Linked DNA regions of Mus musculus: regions 1 and 2 are each linked to region 3. Evidence: chromatin contacts called from public HiChIP or PLAC-seq data. All regions are on one chromosome and are shown on one strand. The core of a region is the stretch at or near the end of the contact, and the rest is flanking DNA. Distances in the headings are between cores, read along the strand shown.

Region 1 (3,678 bases), core at 281-2,780, 230 kb after region 3:
CCCCTGTGTGTGTGTGCGAGCATGCGCACGAGTGTGCCACCGTGCACAGGTGGAAGTCAAAGACAATTTTGCGGAGCTGTTTCTCTCCTTCGATGTTTATGTGGGTCCTGAGAGTCGAACTCAGGTCGCCAAGCTTGTGCTGCAAGCGCTTTTATCCCCCGAGCCATCTCACCAGAAGATACTTTTTCTAGAACGTTCATTGTCCAGTACACAACAAACCTCAGATTTGACTGTAGCAGGCTTTTCCTTTTTTTTTTTTTTAAGATTTATTTATTATTATATGTAAGTACACTGTAGCTGTCTTCAGACACCCCAGAAGAGGGCGTCAGATCTCATTAAGGATGGTTGTGAGCCACCATGTGGTTGCTGGGATTTGAACTCAGGACCTTTGGAAGAGCAGTCAGTGCTCTTAACCACTGAGCCATCTCTCCAGCCCATAGCAGGTTTTTCTGAAATCTATCTAGTCAAAAGGCTTCCATTCTGCTGATTTGGTGGCATCAGGTGACGTACAGGACCTGGCCATTTGCTGCTAGACGCCTTGGGTCTTTGTAGCTGCCAGACGCAGATGGCAGTGTGCAGAGACCAGGTAGCACTTGGTCTAGGCTGCTGCCCCTCAGCGCCTGCCCTGCCTGCCTGGGGTGTGGGTAGCCCTGGAGCCCCTGACATAGTCTTTGAAACCCTATCATAGGCCACTCCCCTCCTGTTCCCCTGAGCACCAGCCTGAACTCAGTGTTGCTTAGCCATCATATTGATGTTACAAGGTACAGCAAGGCTACCTGCTGGCCTCTCTCTCTCTCTCTCTCTCACCACCTGGTCCCCTGGTCCCTTACTTCAGGCCCTCCACTGGAGGCTGGTTACCTTGTGAGTCTCAGTTTGCCTTTTCTGTCAGTGAGCCATTCTAAATCACCTGCTGGGTTTCATGAGCCAGATGTAGAGCCAGTGAGCCCGAATATCCTGTATGGACAGGTCTGTGGTATCCTGTGGCTCACCAAAAACCTAGCCCCTTCCTTCCTTCCTCCCTCTCTCCCTCCCTCCCTCCCTCTCGCCCTTCCCTCCTTTCTTCCTAAATCAAGATAGGATCTCACTATGTAGGCCTAAGTATTTTGGAGCTTGCTGTCTAGACTGGGCTGGCCTCACATTTCCAAAGATCTCCTTCTCTGCCCATCAGGCGACCCCCCTCATCCCCTGCTTTCTGCTCTGCTCTGCCGCTGTTTTGCCTGTGGTAAAAGCAGCCGGTAGAAGAAATCACATCAAGTATGTGGCATGGTGGCACAAGCCTTTAATCGGCACTCGAGGCAGAGACAAGTGGGTCTCAAAGTTCAAGGCCAGTCTGCTTCTACATAGTGAGTGAGACCTGTCAGAAGGAAAGGAGGAAAGGAGAAAGAAAAACAAAACAAAACACAAAATATGTGACCTTGTGTCTAGGTTGGGCACCAGAGATAAGACTCAGGAACTCAGAATGTCTTGTGTGCTTAGCACATCTCTGCCTCTGCCCTCCCTTGCCCCTCCCCCGTTCCCACACCCCAGCCCTTGTGTCTAGTTTCATTGCATATTTCAGTTCTTCCCTTAATGGCTGGGTCAGGATCCACCTTGTAAAGGGCTGTGGGCTTTGCTTAATCTTCCTTCAGTGTCCGGAACCTGTGGCCTCAAGCTCGCTCTCATTTTTCCTCAGGAAAAGCTTGCATAATTCCCCCAAGTGCCTGTGCCTGTCTTCCTTCTGTTGCTTCGCTCTGCACCTTTCAGCATCGTGTAAAGTGCAGGCACTTAATAGAAATTCAAACATCACAGGCCCTGAGGCCTCGGGGATGTCACGAGGCAGTCATGAGGCCATAGCTAAATCGGACCACTGTCATGTGACACATAAGAAGACAAGAAAACAGTGTGAATGGTTCTTGGATTTCCCTCATTGTCTGTATCTCGGTTTCTTTAATCCTCTGGGTGTCAGCTGTGAGCATGCCAGGCTGATACTGAAGTGACAGTTCTTTATAGAAAGATACAAGGAGGGGGGGGGGCATCAGTTAAAAGCACTAAATGCTCTTTCAGAGGGCAAAGCTTCCACTCTCAGCACCCACATGGTGACTCACAGGGCGATCTGACGCCCTCTTCTGGCCTCTATGGGTTCTGCACACTGTGGTGCACAGACAGATTATCACTGCACATAAAATACAGTTATTGTTGGGTTTTTTTTGTGTGTGTGTGGTTTTTCGAGACAAGGTTTCTCTCCCTGGCTGTCCTGGAACTCACTTTGTAGACCAGTCTAGCCTAGAACTCAGAAATCCATCTGTCTCTGCCTCCCGAGTGCTGGGATTAAAGGCGTGCGCCACCACGCCCGGCTAAAATACAGTTTTAAATAAGTGGAAAGTTGTTGCTGAGGAGACGTCTCAGTTGGTAGGTTTTTGCTCTGCAGGCATGAGGACCTGAGTTCAGTCCCCACTATTCACCTGAGAGTTGGGCACGGTGGCTTGAGTTTGTAGCAATAGTGTGGAGGGAGGCAGGAGGATCTCTGGAGCTCACCAGCCAGACAGTCTAACTGAACCTCTGAGCTCCAAGTTTAGTGAGAGGTCCTCTCTCTAAGAGTAAGGCAGAGAGGACCAGAGGAAGACCTGACATTGATTTCTGGCCTATACATACATACATGTGTGCACACACACATACATGGGTACACATACATGTGTGCACACACACAGGTGCACATGCACACATTCGTACACACACAGATGCAAAGCAACAGCGAGTGGGAATGGGCAACAGCAATTGTCCCAGCTTCCGCTTCCAGCTCACCTCAGGCCACATAAGCCTTTTTCAGTCTCTCCGAGATCTGACCTTTCCCCATCCAGGAAGGAAGCATGACGGTGACAGGTAGGTGCCCTGGGTTTGGACCCCATTTCTGTCACTTACCAGTTGTGCAGCTTCAGGCACATTCATTAACACCGGCTATATATTAGTTACCTATCACGGCATAATAAATTGTCCCTAAATTATGGCCTTAAAACAGCTGTCACTTGTCATCTCAGTTGTTGTGGGTCAGGAATCTGCTTAGGTAGGCTCCATTGCCTCCAAGTCTCTCACAGGCTAAAGCCGCGGTATCAGCCAGCGCAGTGGTCTCATGTGATGACTCTACTCCGGATGCATCCATTTCAAGTTTACTAAAAACGGTGCTGGTTGAGTTCCAGTCCACCCCCATTCCATAGGCTGCTGATGGCAGTCTTCGGTTCCCTTCAGTCTACCAGCCAGAGACTTCTCTCTGCTTCTTGCTGTGTGGGTTTCTATGGTGCATCTTGAAACACAGCAGTTGGCTTCCAAGAGAGCAGGCAGGGACAGGAGACAAGAGAGTGAGTGAACTGGGAGCCAGAAGCAATCCCTCGCTGCTTACATAATGTCACGTTTATAGAGTGTACTTTGACCATATTTCTCCCAGTTATCCCTTCATCTTCCTTCTCCCGACGACCCCCAAGCCCCACCCCACCGTTCCCAACAAGCTCTTACCTTCATGTCTTTATGCTTTATTTATGTGTATGTATGTGTACATTGTGTCAGTACTGTGTGTGTGCAGTGCCCACAGAAGCCAAAAGAGGGCGTCAGATCCCCGGGAGCTGGAATTACAGGTGGAAACTGTACCCAGGTCCTCTGGAAGAGTAGCAAGACCTTAACCCCTGAGCTGTCTCTATAGCCCTGTGT
Region 2 (3,726 bases), core at 1,103-3,602, 140 kb after region 3:
GCAGCGGCCCGGCCAAGCCCAGCTTGCTCTCTTTCGGGCTCCGGCCACGGGGGGCAGCCGCGGAAGGGCGGGGCCCCCAGGGCGGGCGGCCGGCGGCCCTCGAGGAGCCCCAAGAACAAAAGGAGACGGCGACGGCTCCTTCGTGGTCAAAACAACCTGCTCTGGCTGCGGCCCAAGGTCGGGCTGCGGCCTCGGAGCCCTCCGCTTTAACCCCTTCCCTGCCGCCTCCTGTCTCCTACGCTTGGCCGCAGGCGATCCGGCTGGCCCGGCGAGCAGTCGACTAGGTGTAGAGTCTAGACCTCCGCAGGAGAAGGCGGGACAGGACCCGGGCAATCCGCTCTCCTGGCCCTAGCCTCGCTCCGGCTCGCGCCTCCTCCTGCCCCGCCCCCTTCCCACCTGGATTCCCGGTAGACTTGCCAACTCACTGCTACGTGAGGCTGGGAGGGGTAGGGGCACTGATCCGACCTGATCGTTCCCGCAGACGTTTCCATACCCGACCGCCCTTGCAGCTAGGCTTCTGCAGGCGTGCGCTCCGCATCCTGCTTGCGGGGAAGAGAAGTGCTTCCTCTCGTAGGGTGCCGGCGCAGGTACTGCTGGGCCTCAGACACACACCGCCCCGGGGGCTAGATTCCTTCAGACCAACACCCCCCCCCCCGCGCGCGCGCCCCACCTCCAGTCCTGTCTCTACTCCAAGCGTCTGAACCTACCGTCTGTCTGTCTGCCTGTCTCTCTAGTGTCTCCGTCTCTCTTTCTCTGGACCCCTTGCGCCAAGATACAAGGTGCTTTTGGATCGTCCAGCATGACCCCAAGGTGCCCACTCTAGACCAGTGCAGAAGCTAGGGTGGGACCAAAACCCTTGCCAAAGATCTCTGGATATCCTGAGTTCGAAGGCACATACTTCTAGGGCAGGCCGGGTCCTGGGCAGAACCAAAGCCCAGGCTGGTTCTGAGGAGGACACAGGAGGTCTCGATGCCTTAGACACCCTAGATATCACCTCACCTTTTCCCCTTAACCGGGAAGCTTAAGATCTCTAGCTCCTGAGGCAGGGGGCAGGGCAGCACACACCTTCTAGGACACTAAAAGCTTTAGGGATCTAGATTGGTCCACTGGAAAGAAACCCACCGCTGCCTCCTCCCCAGGAGCCCAGCACCCCGGACCTGGCCTCCCAGCCCTTGGGGCCACCCAGTGCCCGGCGCCTGACTCACGCGCTGCAAGGCTCCAAAGTTCACTGCAGGGAGAGGAGGGGGCGGCCAGGCGTGGGGGCTGGGACAACCAGGGAAGGATCCAGCCCTAGCCGCCGTCGCAACTCACCTCGGCGCTGACCAGACGCAGGTAGCAGCAGAGAGGAAGGAAGAGCGCCCAGCAGCGATTCATGCCGACTCCGGGCCCGGCCCCGCGGGGCCCCGGACGCGTAGACGGAGCGCGCCGCCCCCGCGGCCAGGGTTGGGGGCTGGGGAGGAGGGTGGGCTCCGCTCGGGTCCCCCGCGATCAGGCGATCAGGCCGCTGCAGCCGCCGCCGCGGCTCACCCGCATGGCCCCCGGGCGCCGCCGCCCCCGGCCCCGGCTCCGTCGCTGGGGGGCTGGGGAGGACCTGGACAAGGGACCGGGGTCCAAAGCCGCTACCTGGGCGGATCCCGAGCCCACGCGAGCATCCACAGTCTGGGGGCTGCGTCGCGAACCAGCCAAGGCGTCTAGCCGTGTGGGGGCGCGCAGGGGACTCCAACCTCAGAGAGGAAAAGGAACACGGCAGCCGATGGTTCGTCTTCACTCGCCCGCTAAAGGCGTGTTCCTCTGCCTGCTGGCTTAGCTTTTTTGCAACATTTTCTGGAACGGACCCCCAGATCAGAAAGCGCAGAGCTGGGGACCTCCAAGCCCAAGTCTCCAAAAAAAAACTTTTTCCAAAGTTGGCTTTGCAGCGGCGGCCCGAACACCCGGGCAGGGAGAGGTGCAAACTCCCGCCCGGGCCGGGTGGCGGGGCGGGAGCGTGTGCGCCCTGGCGCAGGGCCCAAGCGGCGGGCACGGCTGCTCCGAGAGCGCGGCGCGCCCACTGCGCGCTGGGCTGGTCCGGGCCGACAGGTGGACGCGGCTCGGGTCAGTCTGTCTATCTACCCACTCGCTCGCCACTCTGGGCTTCCTCTGCGGGTTTCGAGCTGCGGCTGCTCCGGCTTTCTCGTTGCAACGAAGCTAGAGGGTGGGCTTTTTTTTTTTTTCCTCCTTTCCCTTTTGCGCGTGTGTGTATGTGTGTGTGCGCAAAATATCTCTCTGGAGAAAGATGGGCGCTGGCGGCCGGAGGGAAGCCCTCAGGGAGGCAGCGGGGGAGGCAGGCAGGCTGCTCCCGGCTGCAGGAGAAGTTGCCACCCTTCAGCTGTTCCGGCCTTTATAAAGGAGAAGGGAGAGTGCAAGAGGTGGGTGGAGACAGCCTTTCCTCTCCTGGCCCGGAGTCAGCGCCGGGAGGGGGCAGGAACCAAGGGAGGTCCTCAGGCAAAGACTGCTGCTTGAGGGGTCTCTGAGAACTACGCAGCCCCTGTGACTGTGAATCTAGCCTCTTGGCAGGAACTGAAGGTGAACTGCGGCCCCACCCATTAGCACAGTGTTTAGGGGCCTGTCTGCAGGGCCAGGACCAAGGCCAGGAGTGTGGCCCCTGAACCCCAGAACCAGACATCTGCAACCTGGCAGCTTAGATTCCATTGAGTCTAATTAAATAGCTGGGTCACCTTGGGCACGTCACTTTCCTTCTGTGATTCACCCTACATTCTCTAAGTGGGGGACAAAGTGTGTGGATTAAATGTCAGAATGATCAGAAAACATCCAGCCACACACCAGCCCCAAGGTTGAAGCTCTAAACCCACAGCCAGCGGGAACCCTTCAGCTACAAACTGGGTCTGCCTCTCCTTGCTTGTCGCCTGGCACACAGCATGCGCTGCCATGCCAGCATAAGCTGAATTTGAGTCTGTTGAACTGCAAAGTCACTCAACCCACCCCACCCCCAGCCCTGCACCATCCTCCCAAGGACTGCCACCAAGATGCTGCCTTCAAGTCACCAGGGTGTTTACTACCCCTCTCTGCCCCCCACCCAGTTCCAGGCCCAGAGGCTACCCACCCACACCAGCACTCTCACAGTTAACACCTTCCACCCCCAGCTCAGGGAACTGCTGTGTCCCTGCCTTCAGCAGTCACACTGTCACAGTGACACAGTCACACGCAAGCACGCTTGCCAGCCCAGCACCCACCACAAGACCGGCAGGCTCACTGCAATGCCTCCTGCCTTTAGGGCACCTTGCCCTCATCCACTTCTGCTGCCTGTCATCTCCACTTGGTCTGTATCCCCATATCCACTGAATGGTGCTGTTGCCTCTCATGGCCCTGGATGAGGTGGTACTGATAAGGAAGAACCTCTCGGGCCTCTTTACACGTGGCTCCAGGTACCCCATTTTTCCAAATGACTAGCTAGCAGAGTGGCTGGGAGGTAGCCTGGAGCAGGTGACCTCTAAGGTAGGTTAAGCTCACCAATGGTACCTTGATTTCCTCTTCTGTAACTCGGAGACATAACCGGAGGAGAAGAAGAATTGCAGAGGATCGTGGGAAAATGAGAGGGGGCTGGCAATGTTTGCCATCTCTGTGACAGTGGGCTCCATAGGTTGGGTTGGGGGTCTGGGGAGACCCCCATTTGGTAAAATGCTTAGAAGAGGAGCTGAGTCCAGTCCCAGAACTCATCTAAACAGGCAT
Region 3 (3,810 bases), core at 617-3,116:
TCTGGATGCTTGCTGAGCACTGCCTTCTGGAAATGAAAGACAGATCAGTAGATATTAATTTGAAAAACTGTGTGTGTTCAAGGGATGGTTGTTATGAGGTCCTTGAAGGTTTCCCTCAACACAAATCTTCACCATTCATTCACACACAGATCATCCATTTGTAGTTTTAATTGTTTATTTTATATGAGTATATCGTAGCTGTCTTCAGTCATACCAGAAGAGGGCATCAGATCCCATTACAGATGGTTGTGAACTACCATGTGGTTGCTGGGACTTGAGCTCAGGACCTCTGGAGAAGCAGTCAGTACTCTTAACCCCTGAGCCATTTCTCCAACCCCTGTAGTTTTCTTAAAAGAGTAGAATTAAGCTAGGAGGTAGCCTCATAGGCCTCTAATCCTAGGACTTCGGAGGCAGAGGCAGGCAGATCTCTGAGTTCAAAGCCAGCCAGGTCTACAGAGTGAGTTCCAAGATAGCCAGGGCTATACAGAGAAACCTTGTCTTTCAAAGAGAGAATTAAACCAGGCATGGAGGTGTCTTGGGAAATGGAGGCAGGAAGATCAAATTTTCAAAGATATCCTCAGCTATGTACCAAGTTCAAGGCTAGCCTGAGCTACATGAAACAGCCTCCCCCCAAAAAAGGAGGATTTCAGAAATGATTCTAAATTAAAAGATGAGGGGCCAGATATACGGGTGTACACCATTCATTGCAGCACCTGCCTGATCTACATAGCAAGTTACAGGTCACCAGAGCTGTACAGTGAGATCCTGCATGTCCCAAAACCAAAGATGAAATTCATTGGGTATGGTGACACATATCTGTAATATGGTGACTCAGGTCAAGTCTAGCCCCGGGCTACACAAAGACTCTCCAAAGAAAAAAGAGGAGGAAGAAGGGGAGGAGAAAAAAAAAGTAAAAACCAAAGCAAACAAAAACAAAAACCCAACAACAATTATGTGTATATGTGAGGGGATGGTATTTGCACATGTGTATAGGTGTCCAGAGTCAGAAAAGGGCACCAGTTCCCTTGGAACTGGAGTTGGTTATAGGTGGTTGTTGATGAACTAACCTGCCTCCATCTTAAGCTTGAGTGCCATCTTATAGCAAGGTTGAACTAGGTTCATTCCTGTTTATGATGAACCTCTTTCAAGGATTAAGCTATGCCCCGTGTAGAACCTCAGCTACACATTTCTGTACTTCCTGTTCAAGAAATGGCAGCCATGCCTTTCTTTCAGGAGCTCCTCATGACCAACTTGTTCTGCTTCTGTAACCCTGCTTCTTTGTCTGCCAAAGCCCCTGTTCGGAAAGCCCGGTCTCCTAAGCTATAAAACCCTCATCTTCCCCATCTAGGGACGACCTCTAAAACTTGCACTAGGGCAGACGGTTGCTGGACCAGCTCTGTGCTGCTGTTCACAATTTAAATTTTTTTTTCTTTTTCTTTATTTTCTTTTTTTTGCTCCAATTTGGCCATTTGAATGGCTGGTCTTTTGTTTTGTTAGTTTGAGACAGTGTTTCTCTGTGTCGCTTTGGCTGAACTGGAAATCAACTCTGTAGATCAAGTTGGCCTTGAACTCACAGAGATCTGCCAGCCTCTGCCTCTCACTGGGATTAAAGGCCTGCACCACCATGGGCTAGCCGAGTTGGTGGTCTTTTACTTCTGCCTGGTGGGCTTAATTGCTGTGAGCTAATTGCTGTGGATGCTGGGAACTGAATTCAGGTCTTCTGCAAATGTAGTATGAGCTCTTAACCAGTGGCTCCATCTTTCCAAGCCCTAAAATATCATTTTAAACATTAATAATTGCTTCATACCCAGGAGGCCTTCCTTCCTCCCAGATACTAGAGACCGCCACTCTCAGCTACGCTGTGATTGGGTCACAAGTGAGCACATGACTTTTGCTGGTCCAATCAATCTCAAATTCGTTCCCCCTACCCCACCCCACCCCCAGGAATTTGGGGTGGGGTCCCCCCCCCACAAAGTTCCTCTTCCTTCTTCAGGATGGTGAAGAGGGCTTGTCATCTCTGCTGTTTCCACCGGTTTCCTACTGCAAGAAACTGGTCTGAAAAGAGACAAGTAGAAAGAGGAGCCGGAGCCAAGGCACCTGCAGCTTGCAGGAGCCAGAGGTCTCCTTCGGTCCATTTATCATTTGATCCCCTTGGAATTGGGTTCTGTCACCCCTGAGTGAATGCACACTGACCTGCCCCTACCTGCTTTTCTAGAGCATGCTGAAGAACGCGTTCAACTTTAGACTGGGGGAGATGGCTGTCCTCCCATCCCCCCGGGTTTTTTTAAGCTATTACTTTCTTTGACCAGAATCAAGATCCAGATGTATCACTCGTGACCATTAACTCTTTTCTGCGCGGAAGGCCACGGGAGGAACCCAGGCCTTTGTTCCCAGATCAGAGCCCCTCCTCCCAGCTCAGGACTGCTTCCTTGCTGGCTCAGATCCCAAAGCACCATTTCTGGCCCGTGACTCACAAAGTAAATCGTCTGTAAGTGAAAAGCCTCTTATCATAACTTTGGCAGGAAAAACAAGGTGGCAAGCCAGGCAACATTCTTCACGCTGGAGGCCTACCAGTGCCAAGGGCTGCTCTGCACACTGCGCATGAGCAATGTCATCTGCTTGCTCCAAGGCTGCGTGCGCTTGCTTGTGTGCGCACCAACTCCTTTCCTGTTCTGTGTGTTCCCAATGGGACACCGTGAAACGTTCTACAGCCCTATCTGGTACCCAACATCATTTTTCTCCTTATCTTAACAGCTGAACTGCAAACATTTCGGCAAGGACGTGACAGTATGCATTTGCTTAGAGGACAGTGGTACCAAGGGATGGAGGTCCTTGTCTTCTGTCATTTTGCATCTTTAGGAACAAGTTAATTTAATCTCGTGGTTTTGAGATAGGGTCTCTTGTAGCCCAGGCTAGACTGGATCTCACTATGTACCTAAGGATGACCTTAAACTTTTCGGAGTCTTCTGTCTCCACCTCCTCAGTGCTGGGCTATCAGGCATTCAACACCATACTTGTTTTTTTTGTTTTGTTTTGGTTTTTTTTTGTTTGTTTGTTTTTTTTGTTTGTTTTTTTTTCTCTTTACATGTAACTTCCATTTACGACAGAATAGATGACTTTTGTTCCTTTGGGGACACTTGGCATCAGCAACCCATGCGAGTCTACCTTCAAAGTCAGACTCATTCATTCTGCCGCTGCCACAGGTTCCAGTTTTACCACAGGAAACGTGAGCATCTTCTCACCCACCCAGTCAGAGTGGATGCTAGCAGGGCTCTGTGAGAGCAGAAGAGTATCAGCATTGTGCCCTTTCTGCCTTAGCCCCGACCGCCTGTTTTGCAGGGGCTCTGCCTCCCCACCCCCAACCCTGTTGGCCATCTCATGATGCCAGCTATAAAGCATGAGCGGCTGTGTACTGTCCAGTGAGTGAGGAATGGATGCAGGTGAAGGGGTAGCCTGTGGGTGTGCGTAGGTGTGATAGTAAGGTGGCCCCATTTCAGGTGACTCCAGGGTAGTGCATGATGGCCTCTCCATTGCCATCCTTTGCCTCCAGGTTAGAGAACACCAGAGTTCATCTCCTGGTCAGCATCCTCTTTGACAGGGGTGGTGGTACAGACCTTGACATAGCTGGTGTTTCAGAGCTTTGGCGGACGTCCACTAAACTGCTGTAAGCTGGTGCCAGCAGCTGGAGCTATTGATGGAGCTGAGCAGCTGCTGCACAGAGCTGGGGAATAAAGCCCAGGCTTCATGCGTGCTAGGTGAGCACTCTCCTAACCAGGCCACATCCCTGGAAAGGCTAACCAGTCCTGTATT

What was found. HiChIP or PLAC-seq counts read pairs in DNA pulled down with a chosen protein or histone mark.
Region 1: a contact with region 3 is called in an H3K27ac HiChIP or PLAC-seq map of embryonic stem cells, with 6 read pairs. The contact joins two enhancer-like sites. A contact is called at or near these places in 1 of 15 datasets of contacts at CTCF or cohesin (embryonic stem cells), 8 of 115 datasets of contacts at active chromatin or transcription factors (bone marrow-derived macrophages, embryonic basal ganglia, embryonic hindbrain and 4 more) and 3 of 9 other capture datasets (adipose tissue, liver and pancreatic islet).
Region 2: an H3K4me3 HiChIP or PLAC-seq map of embryonic stem cells shows a contact between it and region 3, with 22 read pairs. The contact joins the promoter of Pdgfb here to the enhancer-like site in region 3. A contact is called at or near these places in 1 of 39 promoter capture datasets (pre-B cells), 3 of 484 Hi-C or Micro-C datasets (embryonic stem cells, forebrain and muscle stem cells), 4 of 115 datasets of contacts at active chromatin or transcription factors (bone marrow-derived macrophages and embryonic stem cells) and 2 of 9 other capture datasets (adipose tissue and liver).

What each region holds. Positions count from the first base shown.
Region 1 is chr15:80,104,116-80,107,793 of GRCm38.p6, forward strand. The region is part of intron 1 of Syngr1 (synaptogyrin 1); the gene reads left to right. Among named protein-coding and RNA genes, the nearest start is that of Gm31134, 14 kb to the left of the region's middle. Within about 2 kb of position 1,531, at least 30 of the 459 cell types and tissues checked have an H3K27ac peak or open chromatin away from gene starts, as enhancers often do. A contact at or near this core is called in embryonic stem cells, where this site is marked.
Region 2 is chr15:80,012,625-80,016,350 of GRCm38.p6, forward strand. Pdgfb (platelet derived growth factor, B polypeptide) reads right to left here and starts at 2,353. Exons shown (of 7, transcript NM_011057.4): 1 at 1,312-2,353. The coding sequence starts at 1,374.
Region 3 is chr15:79,877,000-79,880,809 of GRCm38.p6, forward strand. No RefSeq gene overlaps it. Among named protein-coding and RNA genes, the nearest start is that of Apobec3, 14 kb to the right of the region's middle. Within about 2 kb of position 1,867, at least 121 of the 459 cell types and tissues checked have an H3K27ac peak or open chromatin away from gene starts, as enhancers often do. A contact at or near this core is called in adipose tissue, embryonic stem cells and forebrain, where this site is marked.